Linked DNA regions of Mus musculus: all the other regions are linked to region 3. A link is a contact called in public Hi-C data. All regions are on one chromosome and are shown on one strand. Each heading gives the region's core, a stretch centred on a gene start, on an enhancer-like site or on the middle of the called end of the contact. The rest is flanking DNA. Distances are from core to core; before and after follow the strand shown.

Region 1 (3,857 bases), core at 209-2,708, 790 kb before region 3:
CAGAGATTTTAAAAGTCAACCCAAGAGGATAACCATTCTTTTTAAATTGTAAATTGCAAATGAGGAGATAGTTGTAGTGATTTTACTTATCATATTTACATTTCATGATTATTTCATAATCTTTTGACATATTTTTTAGACATTTCATCTGCAGTTATTTAGGACATAAAACAACAAAACTATGTCCATCAATAAATTTATTTCTAAAGATTAATTAAAAATAAAAATCTTAGGTTATTAGATGCACTTGGGGGCAACCAAATTTTAAAAAGAATGCAACATTATGAAATTTAACCAAAATGATAAATCTTCAGGAACTATTAAAAGTATAATTTGTACTGAAGTCTCTAAGAAAAGATATTACTATTCATGCTATTCATACTATTCTCTGAATACTTCTTTCAAGTGATCAACATTATTTGTGGAATTTAGTAATAATTTTGAGCAAACTGAGTTTGTTAGAATAATTCAAATAGTTTTAAAATTTTTTGTGAAATGTTTGAGTTTCAATCACAAAATAATAACACAGAAATAAAAGTTTCAGTTGTCACATTTAAAGCAAAAAAAAAAGTAGCAAAAATACCCACATCTTTACACACACACACACACACACACACACACACACACACACACACACCCCACTCTATCCATTCATACACCATCTTACATTGATCAACAACTATTACATGACTTAAAACTGCCCCATGAAACTAACTTTATCATTTACATTTTATTATAATAGTACTACAGTTAAGAAAATAACAAAATAAAATGCTGTTTAATCTTTCAATAATACTATAAAACATAGTAACCAAATGTGGTTCCAATTAAATTATTAACTTTCTAGTTAGTTAGTATATGATTTTAAAATTAAACTTCCATTTTAATGCCAGAAGAGGAAGTTTTACCTGAAGTTATCCAATTGACTCATTATTGTGGGACTTATTTTTCTTTTTCTAGAAGCCAAAGAGCATCATATTGGTTGTGTGATTTTATTTTTATGTGCATTTTTCCAATCACTAGACATAATTGTTTTACAAAGGGTAGGATTTTATGCATTGAGATAAATAAATCATCACAAAAACGCACCGTCAGCTTTCAGTTTGTTATACAGGGAGGCAACTGCAAAGACGAATTATCATCTTTATTCGATACTCGTTCTGGACACGAAGTCTTTTCTTTCTCCCCTGTTACACCGCTACAGTTCCATCAGAAGATAGGACAGTGAAAATCTGCACTAGCTTTCACCGCGACTTGATGAATAGCGCAAGAGCTTAGTGGAAAGGCTGAACTCCTCCATGATTAAAAAGCAAACCTTTAATGTAGTTTTTGTTTACCATGTCGTAAGTGCAGTGTTGGAAGTTACTGCCAAGGAGTCATCGGGAACAGGCATGGGTTCGGCAATGTCAGCCAGCCAATGCTTTGAAAATTGTTCAGTTCCTCTAGCCTTATGACTGAAATAATATCCAGTGGCTCCGGCCCCAAGCCTGCTTAATGCATCTGTCCAGAACACATAATTACTCGGTCATAACATTCCCCCGGCCACCAGCCAACAAACCAATCAGCATTTCTTTCCAATTCACCAGAATTTTTGCTGTGTCAAACTGTTTGATCTCTAGGTAGTAAAAAATGCAAAAAATGGAAGGACACTGCACTGGAAGGTTTTAATTTAGAAGAGTTTCTCATGGAAATTAAATTTGAAGAGAAACATGTTTTTGTTGTCATGACTGAAGTTGAAATTTTAATTTGGCATCCTCTGCGTATTGTGTAGTTAGTTTGTTTTAACGCCACCACCTCACATGTAAGTTATTTTAGTGAGGAAATATTCTAAGAAAAAAAACTAATGGCGAATGTATGTCCAGTTATGATTTATTTCCAAAATATTAACAAATACAGGGACAGAAACATTATCCTTAGAGTTAACACAAATATACTGTGCATGCATGTATTGGTGTGCATGTGTGTATATATTATATTTCTTCTATCACTGTCTGAGGGTAATTACGAGAATGTTTACATATACATATGTATGAGTGTGTATAGAGTTCCCTTTTACACAAGTTTATTACATTTGAATAATTGGTAATCTGATTCTTTAAAGTGTTCTGGATTAAATTACCTTATTTTGTCTTCTGTCTACAGACTCATCTAAAGTATTTTTAAATGGATTTTTGGAAGTATTTTTTATGATGTGAAGTTTCACTGAATATGTAAAGCTTGAGATTGTTGTAAAGAAGCAATACATAGATTTAGGTCATTAGAGGAAACAAAAAAAGAACATTCTAGACAGAAGTAAAAGCATGGGAGAAATGTTAGGGAGAAGTAAAATGGCCTGTCAGGGAGAGCTGCTCCTTTTGCACTGTGAAGGGCTCTTGGAGAATAATGTAATTTGAAGTAAACACGAGAGTATGTCTCAAGTTATGAATTGCCTTGATATGCAAAATACAAATGGGTATTGTACCAGAATATCTAGGAATAGTTCAGGTTGTTAATTTATTGTCACATGGAATGTTTTCTTGTTTATGTATTTTTCAACTTTATTTCATTGACTGTTAGGTGTCAATTACAGTACACTTCTTGGCACATGTCTCTGATAGAAACAGAAAGATGTATAGAATTAATTTGTTCCTATAAACAGTTAGGAACATTTATACAGCATCACTGATTTGTCTCCGACAGGTACTCACCTATTTGTCTCATACAGGCACAGACCTGCAAGCAAATGGGGCCTGGAAGAAAGAGCAAAAGATGACAGAACAGAATCAATTTTATCTGGTTACTTATCATTTAAGAGGAGAGGCATAATCAATATTCTTTTGAGATCTTGGATAAAATTGTGCAATTATGGTTTGAATCTGAAACATTCCATGGGCTTATGTCTTTGAATACTTGGTCCCCACATTATGACAGTATTAAGGGGAATACTAGAATTTTTGAGAGTATGAAGCATGGATTGCAGAGGTGTGTCACTGGGCATGGGCCTTTAAGCATTATGGAGCAACTCTGCTTCCTCTTTAAACTCTGCTTTTTGTCTGGCACTGTGACGTGACCAGCTGCTTCATGTTTCCTCCCCGTCCTCCATGCCTTTGCCATGACTTATCAAACTGAGAGTGAGAATGAATGAATGCGTTCCCAAAGTTGCTTTTTCCTGATATTTGGTCACAGCAACAGAGACATAAACAACACATGTGTGTACCAATGTACCTAGATATTTTCAACCATTTTCTTTCTATACTGTATCATGCACATTTTTTCTATTGGCATTCATATTTTCAGTTCATGGACTGGTCTTCATGTCCCATTTCATTCATGGTGATAGTGGGTGCACATCTTATTTTACAGACCTTTCCTCTTCCTTCCTTCCTTCCTTCCTTCCTTCCTTCCTTCCTTCCCTTCCCTCCCTCCCTCCCTCCCTCCCTCCCTCCCTCCCTCCCTCCCTCCCTCCCTCCTTCCTTCCTTCCTTCCTTCCTTCCTTCCTTCCTTCCTTCTTTCCCTTCCCTCCCCTCCAACTCCCCTCCCTCTTTCTTTCTTTCCTTCCTTCCTTCCTTCCTTCCTTCCTTCCTTCCTTCCTTCCTTCCTTCTTTCCTTCCTTTTTTTTTTGAGACATGATATCATGGAGCCCAAGATGATGAAGCTTGCTATGCAGTCATTGTTGCTCTTGAACTCTTGATCCTCCTGCCTCTACTCTTGCATGCTGAGAAACAAGCAGGCATCCCCACACCCAGTAGAACATCTTGAATTAGTTACTAAGACACTAGGAAAACAGCACATATAGACTACCTCTAAGACACAGTTGTCTTCTCATTTTTAGAGACTGGATTTTAAAAAAGATTTATTTCTTTTATGTGTATGAGTAT
Region 2 (4,192 bases), core at 945-3,444, 730 kb before region 3:
AGGTAAACCTTTGAGGTTCGGCTTGGCTTGAAGCAGGATTCACATGATTAAATGCGGGTTCAAAACTCTTTCATCTGGAAGTCTTGCAAGAAAGCTTGCTTGGTTTTACTGCTTTTCCTAAAGTGTTTCAGTATTTCCAGTTTGACTTCCATCTCATTCCAAGGAGCAAAAAGACATTGGGAATGATTGGTCTTTCATGGATTTCAAAAGAAGTTCTGGGTTTGATTTTGAGTAAACATTTGGCTTTGTTTTCAATTTTCTGACCCGGATGCCTCAGCCTTTGGAGGGATCTTGTAAAATACATAATTTTATCATTCTGATGGTGACTATATTTACAAAATAACTTTGAGGAATTGAGCCAATTATTCACATATTTCAAGCTGGAATGCCATTTTGTCTTAATTATATGGATGTTTCATGGAATTGAGGATTTGGTGAGAATGCTTAGTAATGCTCAAGTTGTTCATTCTGAATGAAATAACTTTGTTAATATGGTATTTAATTTAGTTTTAATTACATTTCCTCACATATGGACAAAAATGCTTTTTTAAAACAAATCTTCAAATATCTCCAGCAGTGGTCTGGAGAGATGAGTGGTGGTTTAGAGCACCTGTTGCTCTTGAAGAAGACCTGGCTTTAGTTCTCAGCATCCATATGAAGGCTCACAACTATTCGAACTCTAGTTCTAGGGCATTTGTTGCTATCTTCTGACCTCCATAGACACCAGGCATGAATGTGTCATACATGTATACATGTATGCATAACATTCATATGCATACAAATTAAAATAACTTTCAAAATTATATATATATATATATTAGAGAGAGAATATCTATCTATCTATCTACCTACCTATCATGTACCTATATATATATCATCAACTGAAAAAACTGGATAAACATGAGGTACTATTATTAATGCATAATTATTAGTTATAAAGGATTCCCACTTAATCCTTGGAGCCTTTCTGAAATTACAGACTTGAAGATCTCAGCTAGGTGTCTTGGCTACCTTGTTAGCTTGTACCATTTACAGTGAGTGGGGTTGTCAAAATTTTCTCAGGCATTTCTCAGCAGCTTGTAAGAGACAGACCCTGAAGATGAACTCTAATGGAGGGAGTCCTGTCTTGAGAAGGCAGGTTTTCAGCAAAGGTGGACACAGAGCAGCTCAATGGCAGGGAGCGATCAATGCAGCAATGCCCATGAGGATAAAGAGCAGGCTGGGCAGTCAGAGTGGTAATCCTTGATCTGCCAGCTTCCTAGTTTGCCCTGTCTCAAAAAGTGGAAGCAATCTTCCTGGAAGTTCAGCCATCGAAAAATAATCTTATCTTAATGAAACCGCCCTTGCATGTCTTTTATATGTTGTTAGTCTACTTTGATTGCACTACCTTGATAACTTAAGCAATTATGCACAATCTTTATCAGTACCCCTTTTTACTTGTCAGTTATTTCCATGCCTTAGTAGCATACATGAAGATTTTGAGCTCCAGGTGTTTTCCTCAATCCGTTGTGAGCTCTTCTGTTGTTCCTCATTTTCCTCACTCAGGATTCAGGAACCCAGTCTCTCAGTCTTTCAGAACACAGCTTGATTTCAATCTTGCCTAACTTTGGTTACACAAACAAATTAAATAACTGAACTTTATTTCGAAAACCAAGAAGCATGACTGCTAATAAAAGAATAATCTGGAGAAAAGACAAAGAATAAATGTTTTGTTCACATTTAAAACTAGATTGTTGCTCAGCCCTGAAAATATCAAGCCATGAAGTGCTTAGGTGAATTTCCTCAGTGAGGAAAATCCAAATATCTAACTCCTATCAGAAAAAAAAATCTACTTGGGATATGGGTTCTTGAATTTAAGAGTATTAGCTGTAAAACCTCAGGAGAGGACAAATTGGTTAGGCCTCGAGGTCAAATAAACACATGGGCGATGGCTTGTGGAATGTAGCAACCAAAGGATTTCATGGCTTTGCTTGGGAGCTGGGTGTCTCTTTAGGAATTCTTAAGGCAGCCTCCTAACCATCATATAAATCAACCTCAAAAGTAAATTCCTCCTCTTTCCCAATTGTGGCTGTAAATGGTCATCTGTTATTTTGGAATCGGTTTTGTTCAGAGAAGCAGCGAGAACAGTCCTTTTACGGTATGCTGTAACTGGCAGGGTTGGCACAGTCACACTGCCATGCACTTAGTAGTAACGCTGATGCTCCAGCATTTGTGCCATGACCTCACAGACCAGAACGCTGCTTGTGATGAGGTGGTGAGTGTAACATATCAAGTTAACGGAAGACTCATTGTTCACTCAGGAATATGTTGAACAATTCCTCCATGCTTCCTGCTTCATTTTCACAACACATCCAGGTACTTATGGCAATACCAACAGGAGCTCAGCGCTACACATTATGAATCATCAGGACCAGGCCAGGGCTGGAGTTCAGGCAGTCCTTGTGATGCTAGTTTACACTTTTCCCCTATTATATGATTTATGGCCATTTTGTTGCTGTTTGAGGACCCTGAAATCAAGTAGGATGGGTTAGAAATTTTGTCAAGAAATTTGTAGACGTTGCCAAATAGAAAGGATATTGAAAACCACAGAAGAGATTTTTTTTTCCCAGATCATCTGAACAATGTCAGAGATGTTCATTCATCTGCCCACTGAGCTGTACCAAAGTGGATCTCTTTGTAATTCCTTCTTTTCTTAAAAAAAGAAAAAAGTCTCATTACAGAGTCTAGGCTGGCCACTAACTCAGAGAAGTCCTCTTGCCTCGCCTCAAAAGTGCCGGGATTACAGTCATGTGTAGCCATGTCCAGCCAGAATGTATTCTTGTGGGTTTTCCCTACAACAACTACTAAAGAATGGTGTCAGCACTTGAGGTATGGACAGAGGCAGGGCTTCCCTCTGCTTTGGAGGGTACTATGGTAGCAGGACATGATTTGTAATTTCTGTGTCTGCCTATCTCCATGTTTAAGGTGTAGTTGGATGAGAAACTGGGTGTAGATTCTCTTTGCTCTTGGAGACAGAATCGGTGGCACCTCCTAGGCCTGGCAATCACAACGTTGCTTAACGTGGGCAAAGAAAGGAGGCACTCCTCGGCCTTCTTGAGTTGCTTCTGTGAGTTTTCATTTCTTCATCTTCAGCTTTTTATTTATGAATCCCTATGGATAATGGAAATGGAGAGGGTTTAAGTGAAGCCCTCCAATAAATATGGGATGACTCTGATAATGCCTTCGTAAATTTGAGTAGAAAAAATTTAACCTCCCACAGAGAAGCTTTTGAATCTACGATTCTTTAGGGTTATAAGATGGTAACTTCTGCTGTATGTTAGGAAAGACAGGTTACTGCACATAGCTTTTCCTTCTCTTTTCTTGACGATAAATGTAAGAGTGCTTTATTTTATTTTATTATTATTGTTTTTAATACTAGTGAGCTGGTTGTGGTGCCTTATCCTTGAACATCAGCACTTGGGGAGCTGAGGCAGGAGAATCACCCTGAATTTGAGGCCAGCCTTAGACTAACCTGTACTTGCAGTTACAGTGAGATCAAAAGAAATATTCATTAATTGCTATTGCTATAGCAACACAAATTACTCTGTGCATTGCCTTGAGCAATCCACATAAAACAGTAATAAGTCATAATAAATCATCAATAAATATATACTTCATGAGCTAACAAAATAGTATACAACATGAAAATCATCTAATTACACATCCACTTACATGGTAATGACTTTTGTTATTGTTTTGAGACAGAGTCTCACTGTTTACTTCAGTTTGTCCTTGAACCCACAGTTCTCCTGGTTTAGCTTCTGAATGCTGGAATAACAAGCTGGTACCATGCCACCTAGCTAAAAATATTGTTTTGAACCAAACTTCATCAAGAAAGGACATTGTATTAGTCAATTGTATTTGCTAGTGCACATTGTATCTAATTAAGGGTACCTATTATGTATATATAATTTTAAAGTGATGGCCATTAATTAGCCTTGGATATCATCATAGCATAATGTTCTTTGCTGTTAAACTAAAGCAATTGACTGAGGAGTGAGATTTACAGCTTCATACTAGTACCCTTTATAAAAATTATCATTTTTTTTCTCTAATTGGTTGACCAAAATCCTTTGAATTTTCCTGGTCTTACTGGGACCTCCAAGGGATTGGAAAGACAAAGTGCACCAATTTCATGGGATCAAAAAAGAGG
Region 3 (4,031 bases), core at 1,386-3,885:
GATAGATAGATAGATAGATAGATAGATAGATAGATAGATAGATAAATAATTTATTATGAATACTTTTTATCTCTCACATTTTATAAATAGGGATTATAGTGGAAAAATGTTTTCTATCTTAAAATTTGCTAGGAGAAACATGCTGCAAACATTAAAAAGCTTAATGCCAAGTACAGCTGTTCTCTATCCTGTGTGTGTGGGGTCAAATATCAGATATCCTGCATATCAGAGATTTATATTATGATACATAACAGTAGCAAAATTACACTTATGAAGTAGCAATGAAAATAATTTTCTGGTTGGGGGGGTCACCACAACATGAGTAACTGTATTAAAGGGTCACCAGCATTAGCAAAGTTGAGAACCACTGTCCTACTATATTAGAGGGTAGAAAGTGCTTCATACACTTTATTTTTGGTTTCTTTGAGACGGGATGTCATGTAACCCAGGCTGTCCCTGAATTTCTGATTCCCCCACCTGCACCCCCAAGAGCTGGGACTACAAGCATGCACCACTACATTTGACTTAATATGTGATTTTTACAAAGATAAAAAGAAGGGCCATAAAGAGAATGAGGGAGTAACAATCTTAACAATGTGATCTCCCTCCCCCTGCCTCCCCCTCTCCCTCCCGTTTCTCCCTTTCCCGGTCCCCCTTCCCCCACCACTTCCCTTCTCCCCCTCTCTTCTTTTTCCCCATATCACAAATTAATTAAATAACACATTCTAGAGGCAATACCCTTTTTCTCTGGTAGTTTCTGCAGGTTTTGGAATCAGCCAGACTTGTGTTCCAACTCTGTCAGCCTTCGTCACAGAAAACAACCAAAACAAAACAAAATATCATCGACAACAGCAAAGAACATAAAACAAACAAACAAAAAGTCCCAAGTCCTCCGTAGCTTAAAAAGCAAACGTTTGTACAAAACCACATTGAGATAGCACCTCCCAGGCATCAAGATGACTCATAAAAGAAACACATAATGGGTCAGTAAGGATGTGGTGAGCTTTGCTGGTGGGAGACGAGCTGTTGTAGAAAGCACCAACATAAGAACAGAGTTACCATATGATCTGGCAATCCCATCTCTCGATGGAATCGGAAGCGGGGACTTGAAGTGAGTTCTGCATAGCTAGGCTCACAGCAATGTTGCTGAGAGTTACTCACAGGAGGAAACAACCTACATGTGAAAGCATACACAAAACACAGTAGATACACAGCACAGTATGATTCTACATCAAATATACAACAGTATGAAGGAACTTAGAGGACATTGCACTAGACAAATCAATCACAAGAAGAGAACGGCTATGTAAGTCACGGCGTGAGAACCGTTACATTGATAGAGGCCGTCGTGATGAAGACGGTGCCCCAAAGGTGCTAGAGGTGAGGAGAAACAGGAAGTTTCTGTTCAATGCATACAGAATTTCCGTGTCACAGGATGAAATGATAAGAAAATTCGGTGGCGATGGGTGCACAAGATAAATGCATTTTGCACCAAGCTGTACGCTTAAAAATTGATAAGATGATAGATTTTTATGTGTATACATTTTTACCACATTTAAAGCCTTTTAAACATTAGAAAAATAGAAGTGGCTGGAAAACATTAAAAACAAAGGTGTAGGGACTGCAGAGATGGCTCACTGGTTGCCTTTCCAGAAGATCTGGGTTCAGTTCCCAGACCCAACCCAATCAGCCAACAACCTCCAGTTCCAGGTGATCTGGTCCCTCTTTTGCCTTCCTCGGGCACTGCACGCAGATGATGCCCAGACACGCATGCAGGCAAAACACCCATACATGTAAAATAAATAAAATAAGATCTCAAGCAACAATATTTAAAAGACACAAAAAACATCTATTCATCTCATGAGCTGACCATAGATAGGTCAGCTGTGACTGATAAGCTCAACTCCTCTGTTAGGGATTAGTTCAGTGACCCATGTCATCTTCCAGGAGCTGGAGCTGAGGGAGGAGGCTTTGTGCTTTGGTAGAGACCGTCAGTGGTAAGGCAGACCTAATTGAAGTCACTCAGGCACATATTCATTCAAAGCACACCCTACTGACCAAAGAAAGCCCCATTGGTCAAGACAAAGAAGCTATTGGAAGCCCAGAAGTATGTCTTTTGCATACACAGGAAAGGGGAGCAAAGGCTGGGGAGGATGAATAATTTAGAATCAATAATTCAATAAAAATTGAATGAGTCACCCCCTGCCTTGCAATTTTCATGATCTGTGCCGATTACCAGTAGCAAATTATTTATACTGCAATTCACACATGTCAAGAGACACATAGAGTAAACAGATCCTGTGTAGATACAGGGGAAAAAGCAGTTGGCTGTCCAGGAAATGTTATTTGTCCACCTGTGAAACAGCAGTAAGGACAAGGATATTCTTCAGAAATTCACTTCGACTCAATTCTTTTGTAGGCTTAAAGAACAGTCGGGACCTGAAATTCAAGAAATATAGCGTAAGCTACTGTTCTTGAGCTATTTTACTACGACTTGAGTCCTGCATAAAATCAGACAGCTGTCTAAAACACCGCCGTGGTTCTTTCCCGTGGTAAAACATAGCCAATAGGTTAAAGTATTTATTAAAGGCATATTTCCCGCCTCTAAAGCTGCTTTTCAGTACAAACAGCAGGTGGCGCTCGACAACAACTTAAGATTGGAATTCCAAGGTTATTTTCACTTCCTGTTCCTTTATAAAGCAGAACTACAGCCTGTAATAAAAAAATAAAATAAAGTAAAAAAAAACAAACAACAGCATAAACCAAGGTGAGAACCTGAGTCTTTATGACCTTGCATCAAAAGGGAGGGCCCAAGAAGCCTGGTGAGTGACCGGAATTTCTAAAGTTTGTCTTTGAAACTTGGAAATCGCTTTCCTTCTGAGCCCAAGGTGTGAGGCTGTAAGAGCAGCGCGCTGTCGAGGGAGGGTATATCTACCTGCCATGCATGGGAGCAAGAGTGGCTGACAAGGGGAGATTCGCTCAGGAAGCTCTGATACTAACTCAGGTTGTTCACATCCTAGGGCCGAGGATGGAAGATGACTGTAGTAAGCAGATGAACGGATAATTTAGCACGCATTTAAGAGAGAGAGAGAGAGAGAGACAGAGACAGAGACAGAGACAGAGAGACAGAGAGACAGAGAGACAGAGAGACAGAGAGACAGAGAGAGACAGAGAGAGACAGAGAGAGACAGAGACAGAGAGAGAGTTAGTTGATGCTCCAGGCAAGGCCTCGGGGGTGGAGTGGCCAGTGGTGGACTGGGAAAGCACCCTGTCCGAGGCAAAGGGGAAGGGGGAGGGGTAAAGAACTCTGAGATGGGGAGGGGAGCAACATTTGGTATGTAAATAAATTAAATAAAGAATAGGGCTGGAGAGATGGCTCAGCGGTGAGCACTTCCAGAAGTCCTGAGTTCAATTCCCAGCAACCACATGGTGGCTCACAACCATCTGTAATGGGATCCGATGTCCTCTTCGGGTGTGTCTAACAAGAGTGACAGTGTACTCACATACAAGAAATAAGTAAATAAATCTTAAAAAAGAAGAAGAAGAAGAAGAAGAAGAAGAAGAAGAAGAAGAAGAAGAAGAAGAAGAAGAAGAAGAAGAAGAAGAAGAAGAAGAAGAAGAAGAGAAGGGAAGGGAAGGGAAGGGAAGGGAAGGGAAGGGAAGGGAAGGGAAGGGAAGGGAAGGGAAGGGAAGGGAAGGGAAGGGAAGGGAAGGGAAGGGAAGGGAAGGGAAGGGAAGGAAGGAAGGAAGGAAGGAAGGAAGAAAGAAAGAAAGAAAGAAAGAAAGAAAGAAAGAAAAGAAAAATATTTTGAAAAAGAAGTTTATTTGTGACCTGGAGGAGGGGGTAGAGGCAGATATGGGAGGGGACCAGAGAAGGACAAAAGGAGAGGAGACAGGAGGGAAGAAAGAAGGCTGTCCAGGAACACATAGAGAAGGGGGGCAGGGAGGGGGGAGGAAGAGTAGATGGAGAAAGAGAGAGACAGAGACTGAGAGACAGAGAAAGACAGGCAGAGAGATTTAGCAGGCTTTTA
Region 4 (3,873 bases), core at 814-3,313, 570 kb before region 3:
AAGGTAATTCTCCATTGTTCCAAATTGTTCAGGCAATCAGTAGTGGGATAGTGGGAGCTGCTTAAAACTTTTAAAATATGTAAATGTAATATAATACACTATATTAGTTTCTTTCTCTACTAGTGTTCTACATTTTATAGGTATGAACTTTTCATGTTATCATTCATTGCTAAGTAAACATGTACTGCAAACATTCATGAAATTCTTTTTTTAATATACCTGAAGTGGCTTTTCAGTCAATTTTCATAACTATATATATTTAAGCTTTTGAGAATACATGAGTATGCTGCATCTCTATTACTTCTACTCTTCCCTCTTTCCTCTCTAACTTCTATGCTGTCCACTCACTCCCTTCAGATAAGCAACCCCTTCTCCTTTAATTGTCATTGTTTTATAGATACTTTGCTGAGGCCAATAAGTCATTTAGATCTGCCCAACATATGTGTGTGTGTGTGTGTGTGTGTGTGTGTGTGTGTGTGTGTGTGTGTGTACTTAAGGCATCTGACCACTTAAGACTGCATAAGCTGTTAGGGCTTCTTCCCTTGAGAAAATTAACAATTCTGACTCCCTCAGAGACTCCTGATTTACTGTAGCTCATCATCTAAGGGTGGGGCTTATGACATTTTCTCCCATCCATGTTGTCTACCCACTTTTTTGATGGGAACATTTACAAACAATTACAATCTGGTGTCATAAAATCTGGAACTTACACCAGAGAAAACGTTTATTTGTACCTTGCCATGTCTACAAAAATAATGCTTGTGAGTAAAAATACTTTTTGAGTGGTGTATAAAAAAAATCTCTATCAAAACAATAACTTTTTTGCAAAATAAAAGGAATGGTTACCATGCAAAGCCTGTACATAATTTTATCTTTTAAAAGCTCATATATGTACATATGTCCATGATGTCTCTCTTTCTGTCTGTTTGCATGCATAGAAAGCACTTAACCTGAAAATAGATCACACAGATTTCCAAACAACTGTGATACATATTTATATACTTTATAATCTTGCTGAATGCAAGCATTCTGAGATGTCTGAGACAGTCATTTTGGTTTCCCTGGTAAATATTTTGTGATTTACAGTTTTCCGTTTATGGAAGGATTTGGTTTAGGAAATTATATGACAGCAATATGATTACATCAGTGAAGATCCAAATAATGTTCTTCCAAGTGGATAATTCCATCTGATACTGCTGAAGGGATGTCTTGTTTCTTGGGTCTACTGAAATCTATACGTAATAAATCTTTCATTTTAAGTGCATTACAAAACATAAAAATATTTTCTCATACATGATCTCATTTTGAGTTTGGTCCAGATACACAAAAATACATTTTATTACACACACACACACACACACACACACACACACACACACACACAGACACAGCACTAGATAAAGGCTTTCATGCCAACTTAAGATAAATACAATATAATCATATATCAACATTCTCATTTAGCAAATAGGAGTATTTTATTTTTGTTTGCTTCTTGTTTTTCCTTCTCACATGAGGTTTGCCAGAGTCATCAGTCTGTGATTTCCTTTACTATATTTGTCAATCTATCAGCTTTTGTGGTTAGTTTTTCAAGATAGTAAGCAATGCTACTTTCGACACATATTTTTTTTTCCTGTGGTTTGAAACAAGGAAGGCGTCCTCTCTCTCTTACCCAGAAGGTAATCTACATGCTGCACCAACATTTGGGTCTGGTCATTGCTAATGATCAAGCAGGGTTGAGACTCTATTTGTCTATAAGTACATCAAGAAACCCATGCTGACAATTGGTGCAAGCTAAGGATCATTTTCCACCACAGTCACCAATAGTAATGTCTCAGATTTTTAAATTTTGATTTGTTTAATTAGGGATGACACCAAAAAAAGTTCAAATATTTAAACTCTAACCTCAAATAAAAAAAGGCCATAAATAACCATAAACCAAAGAATTCTAGCATCAAACATTTAAGGTATAAGCCACTGGTAACAAAAATGAAAATTAAAGAGATTTCCTGTCTCAAATAGCAGCACACAAAAGCTAAGATTTTAAAACCACTTATAATTCCTAGCGAACTGTTTAAAAAGAGACAGGAAGTGAAAAACAGTTTAGAATTCCAAGTCTGTCCTCCCTTGCAACGAGACTGGGAATTTCAGGCATTAATTAATGAAATGTTTTCAGCTTTGTTGTTAATTCTCTTCTGCAAAGCAAGATTCTTCGCAGCACTGTCTCTTCACAGCCTCCTCGTAGATCTTAATACAATGTTCCGGAATATCTAAAGGAAAGCAGACATGCCTGTCACAGTTGTAAACTTATTTGGGAGAAGTTATGGCCCTGACTGTACTGTATCTGCGTTTGTTGATTCTGCACACAAATCTTTGAGGGGTGTTCTTTTCCTTCTGAGCGGTTTGCATCATAAACTTTAGTGAACACCAAAATGGAGAAAACAGTAGGCAGTTAAATGTTGAATTCTGTTTTCCTCTTATCCAATAACCCCCCTTTTATCATTATTTAAGAGAAGCAAAGACCATTAGAGAGAGCTAATTGCCTTCATAGTCTTCAGATTATACTGATGCTCCTGATAGGAGAATTGAGGCAAATTGCATTCTCAAAATGGTCTGGGAACATACCACTTCCAGTAATGTTTTTATCAAACAGGCCTAAAAGCAGAGAGGGCAAGGATGCACTTAAAGGCAATTATCCATCAACATTAGAAAATATAGTTAGAAGATTAAGAGAGCCAAGTATATGCAATATATCTTGATTGCAACAAAGCAGTTGATATAGCATTATTCAATTTGCTAGCTGAATTAATTTAAATTGGTTTACGTAGAAGCATAGTCAAATGAACTACCAGCTATCAAAAGAGTCATAAATAATAGATAACAATAAACACATTTGTTTTACATGTTCCTAATTTACTTACCTCTCTGATCTCTTCAGAACAGTCTATGACAGTTACTATAATAGATGCTACCCTCCAGTTATCTTGGGATCTTTTAGGAATCCTGTCTGCTCTACAAACTTGCAAGGACCTGAGATGTTACTATCAACAAATCCCATTATTCAGTGCTTACTTTATTTATTTATAATGGGTTTTAGCTCTCCTATACATTTCTGATTATGTGTCTGGACTTTTTCTTAATAGAAATTACCAGGAGCAGCACTAGAGGGCTGTGGAAACAGCCTTTGTTTCGACATGTATGTGTTAAGTACTGGCTCTTCCTAGCTCTTTGCTGAAGATGGTTCATTACTCAAGCAGCAGTTTCCCTTCCTCTTCTCAGTTCTCACACTAATGAAGGGGTAACTTTTCTTAAATGTGAGCTGACTGCTCTATAGGTGTGATAACAAAGCCAAGAGCCACTTGGTCTTTGAAAATCCAAAACCCTGTAACAAATGCAGACATTTGAAGACACAACCTTCTTCAAAGAAAGAAGACTTTGTAAGGCACAAGAAGCACTTTTTGAGCTGGGGAAAATGACTATCAGCAAGTATAAGGACTCAGACCCTCAGCACCCTCATCAAAACCTGGATGTGGTCATGTGTGTGTATCTTGGCCACAGGGGAAATGTAAACAGGTAGTTCTTCTGAGCTAACTGCCCTGCCAGACTTGCCACTGGACACGGGGTCCTATAAGAGACCCTTTCTCAAGAGATAAGATGAGTAGCAATTGAGGAGGACATCCAGGGTTGGCATCTGACCTTTATACACACAAATGCACACATGTTGTATACACACACACACACACTATATATACAAACTATTTTTAAAATTAACTATAGTATGTAATATCTGTCAATCTGTCTGTCTGTCTGCCTGCTCATCTATCTATCTATCTATCTATCTATCTATCTATCTATCTATCTATCTATCTATCTATC

What was found. Hi-C and Micro-C count contacts between places; a contact is called where the count stands out from the background.
Region 1: a Hi-C map of the N1E-115 cell line shows a contact between it and region 3, with 15 times the contacts expected there. The contact joins two enhancer-like sites. A contact is called at or near these places in 8 of 484 Hi-C or Micro-C datasets (the G1E-ER4 cell line, the N1E-115 cell line, Th1 cells and 2 more), 2 of 115 datasets of contacts at active chromatin or transcription factors (craniofacial prominence and embryonic limb bud) and 1 of 9 other capture datasets (embryonic stem cells).
Region 2: a Hi-C map of the N1E-115 cell line shows a contact between it and region 3, with 9 times the contacts expected there. The contact joins two enhancer-like sites. A contact is called at or near these places in 1 of 484 Hi-C or Micro-C datasets (the N1E-115 cell line) and 2 of 115 datasets of contacts at active chromatin or transcription factors (embryonic limb bud and forebrain).
Region 4: a Hi-C map of the N1E-115 cell line shows a contact between it and region 3, with 9 times the contacts expected there. The contact joins two enhancer-like sites. A contact is called at or near these places in 8 of 484 Hi-C or Micro-C datasets (the G1E-ER4 cell line, the HL-1 cell line, the N1E-115 cell line and 4 more) and 1 of 9 other capture datasets (embryonic stem cells).

The regions. Positions count from the first base shown.
Region 1 is chr8:56,637,988-56,641,844 of GRCm38.p6, forward strand. No RefSeq gene overlaps it. Among named protein-coding and RNA genes, the nearest start is that of Fbxo8, 89 kb to the left of the region's middle. Within about 2 kb of position 1,459, at least 11 of the 459 cell types and tissues checked have an H3K27ac peak or open chromatin away from gene starts, as enhancers often do. A contact at or near this core is called in the N1E-115 cell line, where this site is marked.
Region 2 is chr8:56,702,002-56,706,193 of GRCm38.p6, forward strand. No RefSeq gene overlaps it. Among named protein-coding and RNA genes, the nearest start is that of Fbxo8, 150 kb to the left of the region's middle. Within about 2 kb of position 2,195, at least 3 of the 459 cell types and tissues checked have an H3K27ac peak or open chromatin away from gene starts, as enhancers often do. A contact at or near this core is called in the N1E-115 cell line, where this site is marked.
Region 3 is chr8:57,426,761-57,430,791 of GRCm38.p6, forward strand. No RefSeq gene overlaps it. Among named protein-coding and RNA genes, the nearest start is that of Gm34099, 26 kb to the left of the region's middle. Within about 2 kb of position 2,636, at least 45 of the 459 cell types and tissues checked have an H3K27ac peak or open chromatin away from gene starts, as enhancers often do. A contact at or near this core is called in the N1E-115 cell line, where this site is marked.
Region 4 is chr8:56,859,093-56,862,965 of GRCm38.p6, forward strand. No RefSeq gene overlaps it. Among named protein-coding and RNA genes, the nearest start is that of Gm33501, 28 kb to the right of the region's middle. Within about 2 kb of position 2,064, at least 1 of the 459 cell types and tissues checked has an H3K27ac peak or open chromatin away from gene starts, as enhancers often do. A contact at or near this core is called in the N1E-115 cell line, where this site is marked.